Linked DNA regions of Mus musculus: region 1 is linked to region 2. A link is a contact called in public promoter capture Hi-C data. All regions are on one chromosome and are shown on one strand. Each heading gives the region's core, a stretch centred on a gene start, on an enhancer-like site or on the middle of the called end of the contact. The rest is flanking DNA. Distances are from core to core; before and after follow the strand shown.

Region 1 (6,209 bases), core at 2,592-5,091, about 25 Mb before region 2:
TTTGTCCTTCTAGCATGTCATGATCAGTGTGCCTTAAACCATGCTGAAACTGGTTTAATTCCGAAGACCTGGGATGGAGTCCAGAACTCTGCATTTTAGGCAAGTGCTCTACCACTGGGCTACAGCCCCACCTGGAGAAATGTTTTGTTTTGCCACTTCTTCTCTCATAAAAGTCATATTTGAGAAGCAAGAGAATATTGGCTCAAAGCTTATTACAATAGCTTTTAAGAAACAGAAAGAGGAATGGAAAATGAGAAGATAGGAAGAAGAGGAGAGGTCAAATAGGCAGTGGCTGGTACAAGATGGTCAGGTGGTCAGAGGCTTAATTATCTTCTACTCTGAAATTTGACTGCCTTTATAGTCAACATCAAGGTTTAAGGTGAATAAAAAATGTCATTGACAATATGGTAAATTGAAAATTAATAATATGTTTCCTTATACACACAGATGTGCGTAGCAATGATAAAGAGACAGAGGCTCACATCCTATACCCTGCTCTACTTTGTAAGGTGTGGCATCCTGGACCAGTTGTATCAATAGGCTCATTTTGAAGGAGATGATTTTTCTATCTAAAGGCAAAGAAGTGGATCAACCTTTGAGAAGCTTTCCAGATCTTAGGATGCTAAGGAGGGGCTTCAAGATTAACAAAGACAAACTCTTTGTTTACTGTTGGATTCACAATGGATCAGTGAGGGATAATGAAGGAGGCTTATTTAAGAACCGAGATAATACATATTTTAAGAGAAAAAAACCTGCATATCTGGCCATTATGACCATGTTCATTAACCTCCACATGAAGTGAATCATCCTACATTTAATGGGTAGTACCCAGGATTAGTTACTGACTTAAATAATGTGCGTCAATCTTTAAATACAAATTTAAGGCAAAATGCCACAAATTAATCTGAAGCTGAAAATGTAAGGGACATAACACTTGACACCCACCAGGAAGAAAACAGCATTTATTATTTGGCAGCCAAAGTTATGCAGATATATTAAAATTCCCACAACAAATACAGGCAACAATAATCTTACAACAGAGAAAGGATCACTTAATAGGAAAAGGATAAATAATAAGACAATAGCTGGACCCCAGGAGTGGATGTAGGTAACTCAGGAAAGTTACTGTCTATGTGTATACAACCAATACATCCTGGCTACCTAGTGCTCTATGCTAGGTGATTTCCTTCTGGCTTGGACTGAGGCTCTCTTGCATATATATATGACAAAGGTTGGGATCTCTGTGGTTTGACCTAGCAGAATCTGAGAGCACAGAGGAAATCCCAGCAGTCATTCCTCGTGGGTAGTTTAGTGTCTTTTCCTTGGTAAGCTGGGACCCCTAAGCAAGGATATGTTCCTAGACCTGAATCATTCTTCCAGGTAGTTTGCGGGGAAAGAAGCTCAATAAATACACGCCTCAACAGAAGTACCGTAATTAGTGGGTGCCAGCGCTCCTAGGTGATAAGTCCTTCATTCAGACAGCTGTAGGAATTGGGTATTAAACATTCTAAGTTCTTTGGGGAATTTATCAATCAAGTCTACCTTGCTTTACTGTTCAATAGAGACAGACTGCTTTAGTATCAATGGTGAGAAACTTTGAGGGGAGAAGTGCACAGATTTGATTCAGTTCATAAGCATACACTGAATATTATATCTCCTACTATTCCAAGTGCTGAGCAGAGCGGGGAAGAAGCCGTGACAAAGTTGATCAGGGAACAGCAGGAACTTTAGCACTATCAGGAATTCACATCGAAACCTAGAATAAGATCTGACCTGTGATCAGCAATGGGAAACTCTTTATCAAGGGAATCAAGAAAATCAAGGGAGCTGGTTGCAAGCCTTTACTCTCAGTACTCATGAGGCAGACGCAGGCGGGACCCTGTGAGTTCTAGGCCAGCCTAGTCTTTACAGTGAGTTCCAGGACAGCCAAAGCTATATATAGAGAGACACTGTCCTAAGACAAACAAGCAAGCAAGCAACCAAACCAAACCAGAAACAAACCCTCATCAGTATTTCATCTTAACATGCCACAAAAGATAATAGAGCATTTGGCTTTCTGTCTTAAAAGCATGTAATATCATAAATAACTCACACTCGAATGGTAAGATCACCCATCAAAGATTAGTCAACACTACTAGTATTTGCAAGTCTTTGTCCTCAAACCTCTGTAAGGCAGGTACCAAGAGGGAGGTCTGGCCAAAAATAGTGTTTCTCAAAATGGTCAATACAGAACACAGAGCACCACTTCAGTCTTACATGCGGATTCATGTATGATAAACTCCATACCCACTATCTGGGCAAAGGAAGTAAATTTGAGGTTTCATGCAGAAAAGCACAAACTTATCCAGCAACGCTGACATTCAGGCAGGAGAGGAAAATAAAACAGAAAGCCTAGGGTTGTTTTATGCCTGTGTTGAGTGGTATAGTCACCACACCTGTATATTCTGAAACGACAGGAGTCCCTCAATAGTGATGTAGGTCTTGCAGTGGCCTTGGAATGACTGTCTCCTGCAATTATACAGGTAGAATGCAAAGGGTGTGTACATAGGAGACAGGAGGAAAGGTCAGCAGCTGTCTTAGAAGAAAAATGTACTGCCTTCCTCCTAACCCTTTTATGTTAGGCAGCAATAGCAGAAAGTGACTCAAGATATTTGATGGCCTCCAAATATCCCACTGTCACTTGCTTCTCCTAGCAAGCTTCTCACAGCCATCCTGACACTTCATTGAAACTGTTTTCTGGATTAAGGTCCATGGGGCTGCTTCAAAGAAAAAGCTGCACAGAGAGATGCCTTGTGACTTCGTTGCCCCAAGCTTTCCCTACTGCCTTTCACCTGTAGACTATGGACAGAATAACCTGACAGCAAAACCCTAGATGTGGCACTCCTAACCACGACCAAGACGATAAGCTGGACCTAGAGATCTCCCTTTGGGGAGTTCTGCACAGAGAAAAGACAGCGCTATCCATGTGTAGAATACGAGACAGCCACAGCCCAGGGGAAAGTGTGTGAGAGGACCAGGTCGGCCATGGAATAAAAAACTAGCAAACTTTCAGTCCACTATGGAAAGTCCCGCAGATGGTGAGATGAGCTGGAGAAGAGGTCCCCGAGCTGGTTGTCAGGGGTAGGAAGAAAGAAGTTCAGACAGTGCAGACAGTAGCCTCTAGCTCTACAGGGAAGTTCTGAGCCTGTCACTAAGCCAGGTGAGAGCCACACGCTAGACGGCCAAGGACTGGCAAGGATCACAGGTGATAAGATCGCATGTGAAGGGGGCGGGGTTCGCTGGGAAGGAGGGAAGGCAAAACCTGCAGGGAGGGCTCTGGAGCAATGTGCGATGCAGAGTGAAAAGTCTGAAGAGAGGGGAAGGTGGGCGTCAAGGGGCCTAGGCTACACCCCACTGGCTTCTAGCGCACCGGAGCGGTTGGTATGGACGCAATCCGAGGGGCACAGTGCATGTCCGCAGGCCCCCAGAGGGGGCGGAAGGAGGTGGCTGGGCAGAGAAGCCTGGAGTGCCACCCTTGTCTCCGGACGTCCCGGCTCTGGCCGCGAGGAGGTGACATGGTTACAACGCCCAGGCCGCGGGGACCCCGCCGCCACCCCTTCCCTGGCAGGCGCTGTCCCCCGGCGCCGGGGGGGCGGGGTCTGCTGCCCCTCCCAATGCTCCTGCCCTTCCCTCCCCGCCCGCTGCGGTGCCCGCTCGCCGGCCAGGTCCCCGACACTCACGTCTCCCGCGGCTCCGGCGGCTCCTCCCCTGCCCGGTGCTCCCCCACCCACTCCCGGCCGAAAGAGCCGAGCGGGATCCGAGTCGCGCGGGGCCCAGCGGGTCGGAACACGTGGGTCCTCTGCGCCCGGAACCGGAAGCGACCACTCGCCCCACCTCCAAGGGGTGCTGGAGCCTGTCTAGGCTGTAGGAGGTTTGGTCCACTCGTTGTGTTCCTGTTGGTCGAAGCCTGGGGCTTCTCCAGTGAGACCCATGCCGGGAAGCATTCCCTGGACTGCTGCCCTCTATGGCCAGTCCCCTTTGCGGCAAACCCATCACCTTCCTAGGCGTGGTATTCATTGTCCACTTCCTACAGGGTTTTGTTTTCATCTTTCATGTTGGTTTTGGTATCTACATCTCCACAAGAGAATCCCCTCCTTCCCACGCAGTTTTCTTTTCCTTCAAGCATGGAAGAATAAAAAAAGAAAGGTTTAGATTTGAATGCTGGCTCCTTCATGCACAGCTGTTGCCGGGCCGCCAGAACATCTGCCTGTCAACTCTGTCCGTCTTGAAAAAACACAAACTGTTGGTCTTAGAACTAAAAACTGGAAGGTAGACTGAAGCTCAGTAAGGAAATGGTGGTGTTGTCTATTAACCTTTGTGTGCTATTTTGGTGCCTCTTTGCCACTGTCTTCCCTGATCTAAGTTGTTCATTTTTGTCTTTGTCCCTAACACTTCTATAGTCCATCTTGCCCTGAATGTCACATGGTGACATGTGCAAGTCTTCTCCTTTCAGCCATTTCTTGAAAACCGTTTCCGTTCATGGGACAAACTGCTCGAGACTGCTTAGCATACTTTGAACTGGACATGTTAATTGCTTTTGCTAGAGAGGCAGCTGTGTTCTGCAGAGGGTGTTACAACACCCTTGATCAAAGCTTTGTTGAAGCCCCAACTGGAAGACTGTTCTTCGGTCAAAGGAGTGGATGGAGTCTACCTCTAGCCTGGCTGAAGACCGAGCAATCGTGAGATTTAATCCAGTTGTGCCCAGCCAATCACCTGACCACCCCACCAGAATGCAAGTTCACTTAATACCGTGGTAAAAGACATGGGAGTTGGTGACGGTATCCCTTTAATGAGATAGATAATGTACTTTTTCAGAAACCTGATTCTGTTCAGTTCAGGCAGTCAGTGCCAGAATGGGCAGGTCTGTCTGCCCTTCTGAGTCCTGACTAAGGTATACTTTTCCCCTCCTCCTCCTCTTCCTCTTCCTGTTCCTCTTCCCCCTCCTCCTCCCCTTCGTTTTTTTTTTTTTTTTTTTTTTTTTTTTTTTTTTTTTAAATCTTTATCTGAGGACACTGGACAGAGCCAAAGTATGCTTTTTCTGTTACTTGGAGCCTTTCTATTATTTTCTGAAGTATCCCTCCCTCTGCTGCACTATGTGACTGCTTACAATGACAGGTTTGTTTTCTTCCTCTTGTCCATTTTCTTTTTCTAGGCAGGGGCTGAAACTGAAATTTAGTTTGCCTGCTCTGTTTTTTTTTTGTTTTTTGTTTTTTGTTTTTTGTTTTGTCTAATAAAATTGTCTTTGAGGTTTCTTCTTAGTGCATTTTAAAATTCTATCGTTAATGGGGCTAAGTACCCCGAGAAGGGTACTAAGTAATGAAGGTTTAGTATGAGAATTTGCTCCTCCAATTATGGAGGCTGAGATGATGGTGCAGGATCTGTGTGGACTGCAGAATGGAGAGCTGAGAAACTGGTGGCGACATCCAGCCCCAGAACAGGTAGGTGAAGGTGGGGTGTCGCTGCAAACCCGGCATCAGCAGGTTCCAGGATCAGGTTCTTGGTATATCAGGATGAAACAATGCCTTGCCTTAAAAGAGGGTATTTTGCTCTCTCCTGCCTTTCTCTTCTATTCAGCTCTCAACAGATTGACTGAGACCCACTGATTCAAGTGCTAATAACTTCCACACTCAAACACATGGCAAGGGTGTGTAAGGGACACAGATTTTTGTCCAGTTATCTGGGCATCCCTTGGCCTGGTGAAATAGACACAGACTTTTCCTGGATCAAGTTTGGTCCTTTGTTCTCTTCCTTTCATCACTGTTACTTTATTCTCTGTAGATTGTTAAAGATGACTCCATTTTCTTTTTTTTTCTTTCCATTTTTTATTAGGTATTTAGCTCATTTACATTTCCAATGCTATACCAAAAGTCCCCCATACCCACCCACCCCCACTCCCCTACCCGCCCACTCCCCCTTTTTGGCCCTGGCGTTCCCCTGTTCTGGGGCATATAAAGTTTGTGTGTCCAATGGGCCTCTCTTTCCAGTGATGGCCGACTAGGCCATCTTTTGATACATATGCAGCTAGAGTCAAGAGCTCCGGGGTACTGGTTAGTTCATAATGTTGATCCACCTATAGGGTTGCAGATCCCTTTAGCTCCTTGGGTACTTTCTCTAGCTCCTCCATTGGGAGCCCTGTGATCCATCCATTAGCTGACTGTGAGCATCCACTT
Region 2 (6,525 bases), core at 574-3,073:
AGCTCCCAACTGACTGTAACTACAGCGCCAGCAATTCCATGGCACCTACACGTGCATGGGAAGAACAGACACACGGAGACACACGTTTACCTGCAGACATTGGACTGCCAAGTGAAAGAATTGGTACTCTTCAGTGTTCAACTGGCTAAGTGCTCTCTGCTCTGCCCTGATGGAAACCCTGGGTAGGCAAGCTTGTTCTCCTCCGTGTCAGACAGCAATGAGTGGTGACAGTGTTGGGGGGCAGGGTGAGAGGTGCACTGTAGAGAAGTGTTTGAGAGCCAGGGCACCTGGTGGGCTGTTCCGACTCTAAACACTGGGCCCAACTAGGGTCACCCAGGAAGCATCTCCTCCAGGAGATGGAATCTCCAAAGCTTTAGTGGCTGCACCAGCACTACCAGCGGGATACAGGCCTGTGGACATTGTCAATAGTAAGTCAGAGGCTTCTGCAGGCTATAGATTCTTCAGCTGTCAGACAGCTATGCTAACGCCTCCATCTACACTTCATTGTGGGAAGCCAGGGCCCAAGGACTTGACAAATGATTTCTAGACAAGGCAAGGTTGTTCAGGAGCCCAAGATTAGACTCAAAGTGGTATCAAAGGCCAGCCTAGTCTACAGAGTGAGTTCCAAGACAGCCAGGGCTACACAGAGAAACTCTTAAAACAAACAAACAGAAAACGAAATGGCTGGACAGAAGTATAGGGGTTAGTACCTATCAAGCTGTGGGGCACTGTTGCCAACCAGCTAATGTTCCTTGCTTTTTCTGGTGCAGCCTGCAGGCTGAAAGTAAGAAAGGCCACTCAGTGAAAGACATTGCTGGACATGACATCCTAACACCATGAGGAAAGGAGAGTGCCTCTTGGTGGACCACCTGAGGAGTAGCCTGCTCATACAACCCAAGACGGGGTATTTGGGCCAATCACAGCCATTTGTTTGGCTAAACACCGGTGTCTTTTGTTTATATGTGTACATGTCTGTGAATGTGTGAGTGTATGCGTGTAAGGGTGGCTGCATGTCTGGAGAGATAGCATAGTCCTCCATTTATCATTAAGCCACCAGTCACAGGTCTGCACAAAGCCCTGGCCCAAGCTGTGCTTACTGGGCCAGGACAATCAGTTGCAATCTTTCGTGTAGGCATATCTGAGTGTTCTTGGAGTGTTTAAGACAGCTGGTGCAGTTTGGATGGTAGTCCTGCTAGCTGTTTGACTCGGTCTTCTTTGCTGGAGGCAGCTCCATCAACAGAGAGACTCAAACAGCTGCGAATTATAGTTAACTACCGTCGACAGTCTTTGTGAGTGCTTACATAAATGTAAAGCCCTTACGTACGTCTTCATCGTTAACTTCACGAATGTAAAGTCACCTAGGGGAAACACCTCTGGGAGTATGTTCCCAGAGAGGTTTAACTAGGAAGTGAAAACCTACCCGGAAAGTGAGTGGACTCATCCCACGGACGGGCTCCCAGACCGAATCAGCGGGAGTGCTGGTGTGTGTGCTGCGTGTCTCAAAAATCAAATAACTAACCAACTAACAAAAAAGCTGCGTGTCTCAATAACTAATCAACAAATTAATCAGGCCAGCAAGAAAGCTATTTCAAAAACCAAGCAACCAATTAAACAAACAAACAAACAAACAAACAAACTACAACGCCCAGCGTATCTACATAAACCCAGCCCACTCCACTTGCACTGCAGCGGCTGAGCCCGGTCAGCCGGAAGTTCCTGGCTCTCACGTGCAACCTACAGGAAATGTCCGGGCAGCTGGCCCTTCGCGCATGCTCATAGTGTTCCGCGAGACGCTGCGCGGAGGATTGTGGGGCAGCAGTGGGTAGTTTGCTTCCTCCCGGCCGCCGCGTCGGGCTTGCGGGAAGCTTGTTCCAGCCTTCCGTGTCGGTGCTGTACTCTGAGTCTCCGGCGAGTCGCCCTCAGGCCGCCGCCAGCATGTCGGGCGTGCGAGCCGTGCGCATCAGCATCGAGTCGGCCTGCGAGAAGCAGGTGCAGGAGGTGGGCCTTGATGGCACCGAGACGTACCTGCAGCCGCTGTCCATGTCGCAGAACCTGGCGCGCCTGGCACAGCGCATCGACTTCAGCCAGGGCTCTGGCTCTGAGGAGGAGGAGGCGGCAGGGCCTGACGGCGATGCGCCGGACTGGGGGGGCGCGGGAGCCGACCAGGACGACGAGGAGGGTGAGGCTTCGCCCTCGTTGCTGGTTCTATCCCAGGGTCTCCCCTAGGGTAAACTGTGTTTTGTGGTGGGTGGCCTTGAGAAGTATTGACAGCAGTGGGAAGGCCGACCCGGTCGGGACTCGGGGTCCTGTTCAGGCCAGGAGAAGAGGCATTCGCTTTTTTTTTTTTTTTTTTTTTTTTTTTTAATAAAGAACAGCTGAAAGCTTTTGGGGGTGATTTTAGGTGGAAACAGGTGATACTTAAAATGACCACTGAAACTTTGAGGTGAATGAATTACAAGAAAACAAAACTGAAGAGGGGGAGTTTGGAGAAGCAACCAGACTAGACTTTGGATTCTCCTTATTATCAAAAAAAACCAAAATTTGAAACCACAGTTTTCGATTTAGTGATGTGACAGAATCGGTTTAAGTGAGGATGTTCGTGTTTAGTGTGGTAATTCGCCAGGCAGAGGCAGTCAGATTAATGAAAAACATGAGCAAATAGACACCATCTCAATAAATAAAGAAAAATTTAAATGTAGTTTTCATAAATTTGACAGAAAGTTAAAACACCTGGGACTGAAGAGATGGCCCAGCAGTTAAGAGTACTGATTGCTCTTCCAGAGGTCCTGAGTTGAATTTCCAGCAACCACATGGTGGTTCACAACCATCTGTAATGGAATCCGATGCCCCCTTCTTTCTGGTGTGTCTGAAGACAGCGTCATTGTACTTACATCCATTAAATAAATAAATAAATCTTTTTTTTTTTTTTTTTTTTTAAATCTTAAACAAGCCCAACATTGTCATTATCCAGTGTTGGAAAGGCATGCCAGCTCAGTAGTTTTAAATGCAAAATTCTAAATGTGTATCACATTTGATCCATGAAATCCCCCACCCACAGAAAGAACTATAGAGCACAGGTATGTATTAAGATCCAGTACTGATGTCATTAGGAACATTTGACCTGTCTATTAAGGGACAGGCTTAAATGGCATGCCTCCTGGCTTCCAAATATCTTGTGGTGTGTGAAAGAGTGACTAGTTCCTGTATGCTGGGTTGAGATATGTCTCAGGAGGGAGGAGAGTTAGGCCTAAGATTAAAAGAAAACTTTTGACTTTCACTCCCTGATCCTTTATCATGAACTCCTTAGAGTGAGCATTTATTAAAAATTGATTAAAAGAAGCCGGGCACTCGGGAGGCAGAGAGACAGGCCGATTTCTGAGGTCAAGGCCAGCCTGGTCTACAAAGTGAGTTCCGGGACAGCCAGGGCTACACAGAGAAACAAAAACAAAAACGAAACAAAAAAATTGGTTAAAAGAAAGGTATAGCTGAGCAGTGTTGGCTCATGCCTTTAATCCCAAAACCCTGTCTCAGGGGTGGGGGGGTGGGGTGGGGGGAAGGTCTATTCGTGCAGCCAATGGTAATGCTGGTGTTGTAGGCCATTTGGGGCTTTGCCTGTTGTTTTATAGTTCAGGAATGTTGGAAGTTCAAGTTCTAAATGTTGGAAGGAAACAGGTTATTTTAAAGGCTTTTGTGGGGATGGGGGATATAGTTTAGTGCTTATCTGGGATGAATGAAGCCCTAGGTTTAGAAAGATTCGAGTGCCTACTTGAGATATGATGACAGCTTTGGCCTGTGGAAATTAGACTGGCATTTGTTTTGCCATAAGAGGAGTCTTAAGTGTTAACAGTTGAAGAAAGCGTATGAGAAGGAAGTAAAGGAGAGGTGGTTTGGAGGAGAGCTCATTTCTCCTTTTCACGCTTTTAAACCTCTAAAAGAGCCACCTTCTGTTCTGTAGTCAGTGTAACCAGTACACATGTGTTTCTGCTTTTCTTTTCTGTTTTTCAGGGTTGGTAAAATTCCAACCTTCTTTGTGGCCTTGGGACTCTGTGAGGAACAATTTGCGAAGTGCCCTTACAGAGATGTGTGTTCTCTATGATGTCCTCAGTATTGTCAGGGACAAAAAGTTCATGACTCTGGACCCCGTCTCTCAGGATGCTCTTCCTCCCAAACAGGTACATGTGCCTTTTAACTGAACATCTTTTCTTTAAGTCCCAGGACCAGTATTTGGTTGTATGCATCTTGTTCCCTTTTACTTTGTTGAAAAATTAAATCCACAAGCTAGAGCAATGGCCCAGTGATTAAGAACACATTGTTGTTGCAGATGACGATTCGTAGTACCCACATCAGGCATCTTAAACATGCCTGTAAGTCCAGCTCTAGGAGATCTGACACCCCTCTGACCCCTTCATATGCTCATACACACATGTACACATAATAAAGTATCATTAGTGTTAGGAAAGAGCACTTCACAGATGAGGATTATCTTTGAATCAGGCTCCTTATGTAGATACAGAATGAGTGTGGCTTCTCTGCATCCAGGTACTACCCAGGCCTGACCAGTTCATACCTCAGCTAGTCGGTGAGGTCAGGCGAGGTGGTGCCAATTCAGAGTAATGTGGTTGGGGCCTTTTGTGAGACTTAACTTGTGCAAAACCTTTTGCTTTGTTTTTGAAAACACTCTACTGTTAGAAAATTTGCACTTGTTAAGACGTGTCATTTGGGAGTATAGCTACTCAATAAAACACAAAACTGGTGGCTGTACACACAGTCTGCATCACTTCTCAGCAGTTTCCCTCAGTGAGTGTAGTTAATGCAGTGCTGCGCTGACACCAGTCACAGTGAGGTACCTACTTGGTCTTAGGTCAGTGCTAAGCTTAGTGTGGAGTGGTGCCCTGTACATGCTAGTTTCTGTGCATAGGCTGCATCCAAGCAGGGCTTTGGAATTTAACGTGAAGTATGGGTGTCACAGGAAGGCATGCACAGGGTGGTCGCTGGGATGATAAGGACAGGGCCCCGGCCTAGTTTGCCCCACGTGGTAGATTGCTGAGTTCTAGTTTCTGGGCCACTATGGTGATTTGGCTTAAGGTGATTTTGTAAACTCGCCAAGAAACAGGTTACTTTGTTGTTTAAAAAAAGTTTTGCAAGGGAAATTTTTTTCAAAGTCTGGTATTTTACTTCACCACCTGCTCATTTTTCTTCTACATTTATTCACCATGTTTTTGTGTATATATTTGTGTGTGTTTGCGTGTGCGCATGGAAGGATGTAGAAGTCAGAGGTTACCTTAGGTAGCTTTCTTAGTTCTCTCTGAATTTTTATAGTTTTGAGTCAGTTTCTCTTTCTGAAGGTAAAGCTCACTAGTTGACCAGATTGACTGGCAAGCAAGCCTCCTGAGCTGTCCTTCCCTGGGGCTGGGATGCCAGGCAACAGGATTCTGTACTGGGTTTTCCATGTGGGTGCTGGGGATGGAACTCAGCAGGCCTCATGCTTGCATGGTACACCCCTTGCCAGCTGTCATCCCTCTTCCTTCGTGTGTGTGTGTTCAATCACAACTTTTTTTCTAAATAAAACATTACCTGCTTGAAAAAAATATGTAGTTTTAGATGTATCTAAAATACTTTGGAACTCGTTTTTATGGAAAACATTGCTACATTATTTTTGGTAGAGTCCACAAACGCTGCAGCTGATCTCCAAGAAGAAGTCCCTCGCTGGAGCAGCTCAGATCCTACTGAAGGGGGCAGAAAGACTGACCAAGTCAGTGGCTGAGAACCAGGAAAACAAGCTCCAGCGAGACTTCAATTCTGAGCTCCTGAGACTCCGGCAGCACTGGAAGCTGAGGAAGGTGGGCGACAAGATCCTGGGTGACCTGAGCTACAGAAGTGCAGGTACAGATCGATCGATGTCTGCCCAGTCTCCTAGCCTCCGCCAGGATCACTTCTCATCTCCCTGTTGGACAATGATATTTAATGTCTTTACCTGTAAGCCCAAACCATTCTTGGCAGAACTTGGTAGAACTTGGTATTACATGCCTGGTGTCCTAACACTTGGAGGCTGAGGCAGGAGGGTCAAGAGTTCAAGGCCAACTTTGCCTACATGAGACCCTATCTTGAAAATCCCGTGACAGACCAGTCTTACTGTAGTGTGGTAGCTACATTGAAGAGAAAGTTGAAAGGCAGCTTGTTTAAGGTTTGGAGTACAGTGGGAGATGGCCGAGCTGTCCTGCTGGGATGCTTAAGAACAGTAATAGATATGTTGAAGATTCCTTGTCAGGCTGTTACTAAAACACAATCTGGGGTCAGTGTCCCAGCACTGATATGAGTCCCACTACAAGATAAATTGGTGCTTTCTGGTTTTAGACATTGTAACTTCTTTCCCCCAGATAATTAAGGGCAAGTGCTTAATTGTTCTTTGGGTTGATCCTTTGAGATTATGGAAGAGTTTAGTTGCACTCTTTAATTGCAAGAAGATCCTGAATGTGTTTTGTTAGATAGGCATTACACTTAACCATCCACTAATGTAACCGTTCC

What was found. Promoter capture Hi-C pulls out the DNA fragments that hold promoters and counts their contacts.
Region 1: a contact with region 2 is called in a promoter capture Hi-C map of pre-B cells, with 5 times the contacts expected there. The contact joins the promoter of Zfp202 here to the promoter of Med17 in region 2. A contact is called at or near these places in 2 of 39 promoter capture datasets (liver and pre-B cells).

What each region holds. Positions count from the first base shown.
Region 1 is chr9:40,189,948-40,196,156 of GRCm38.p6, reverse strand. Zfp202 (zinc finger protein 202) reads right to left here and starts at 3,841. Exons shown (of 7, transcript NM_030713.2): 1 at 3,720-3,841.
Region 2 is chr9:15,275,204-15,281,728 of GRCm38.p6, reverse strand. Med17 (mediator complex subunit 17) reads left to right here and starts at 1,823. Exons shown (of 12, transcript NM_144933.2): 1 at 1,823-2,179; 2 at 4,006-4,172; 3 at 5,664-5,883. The coding sequence starts at 1,936.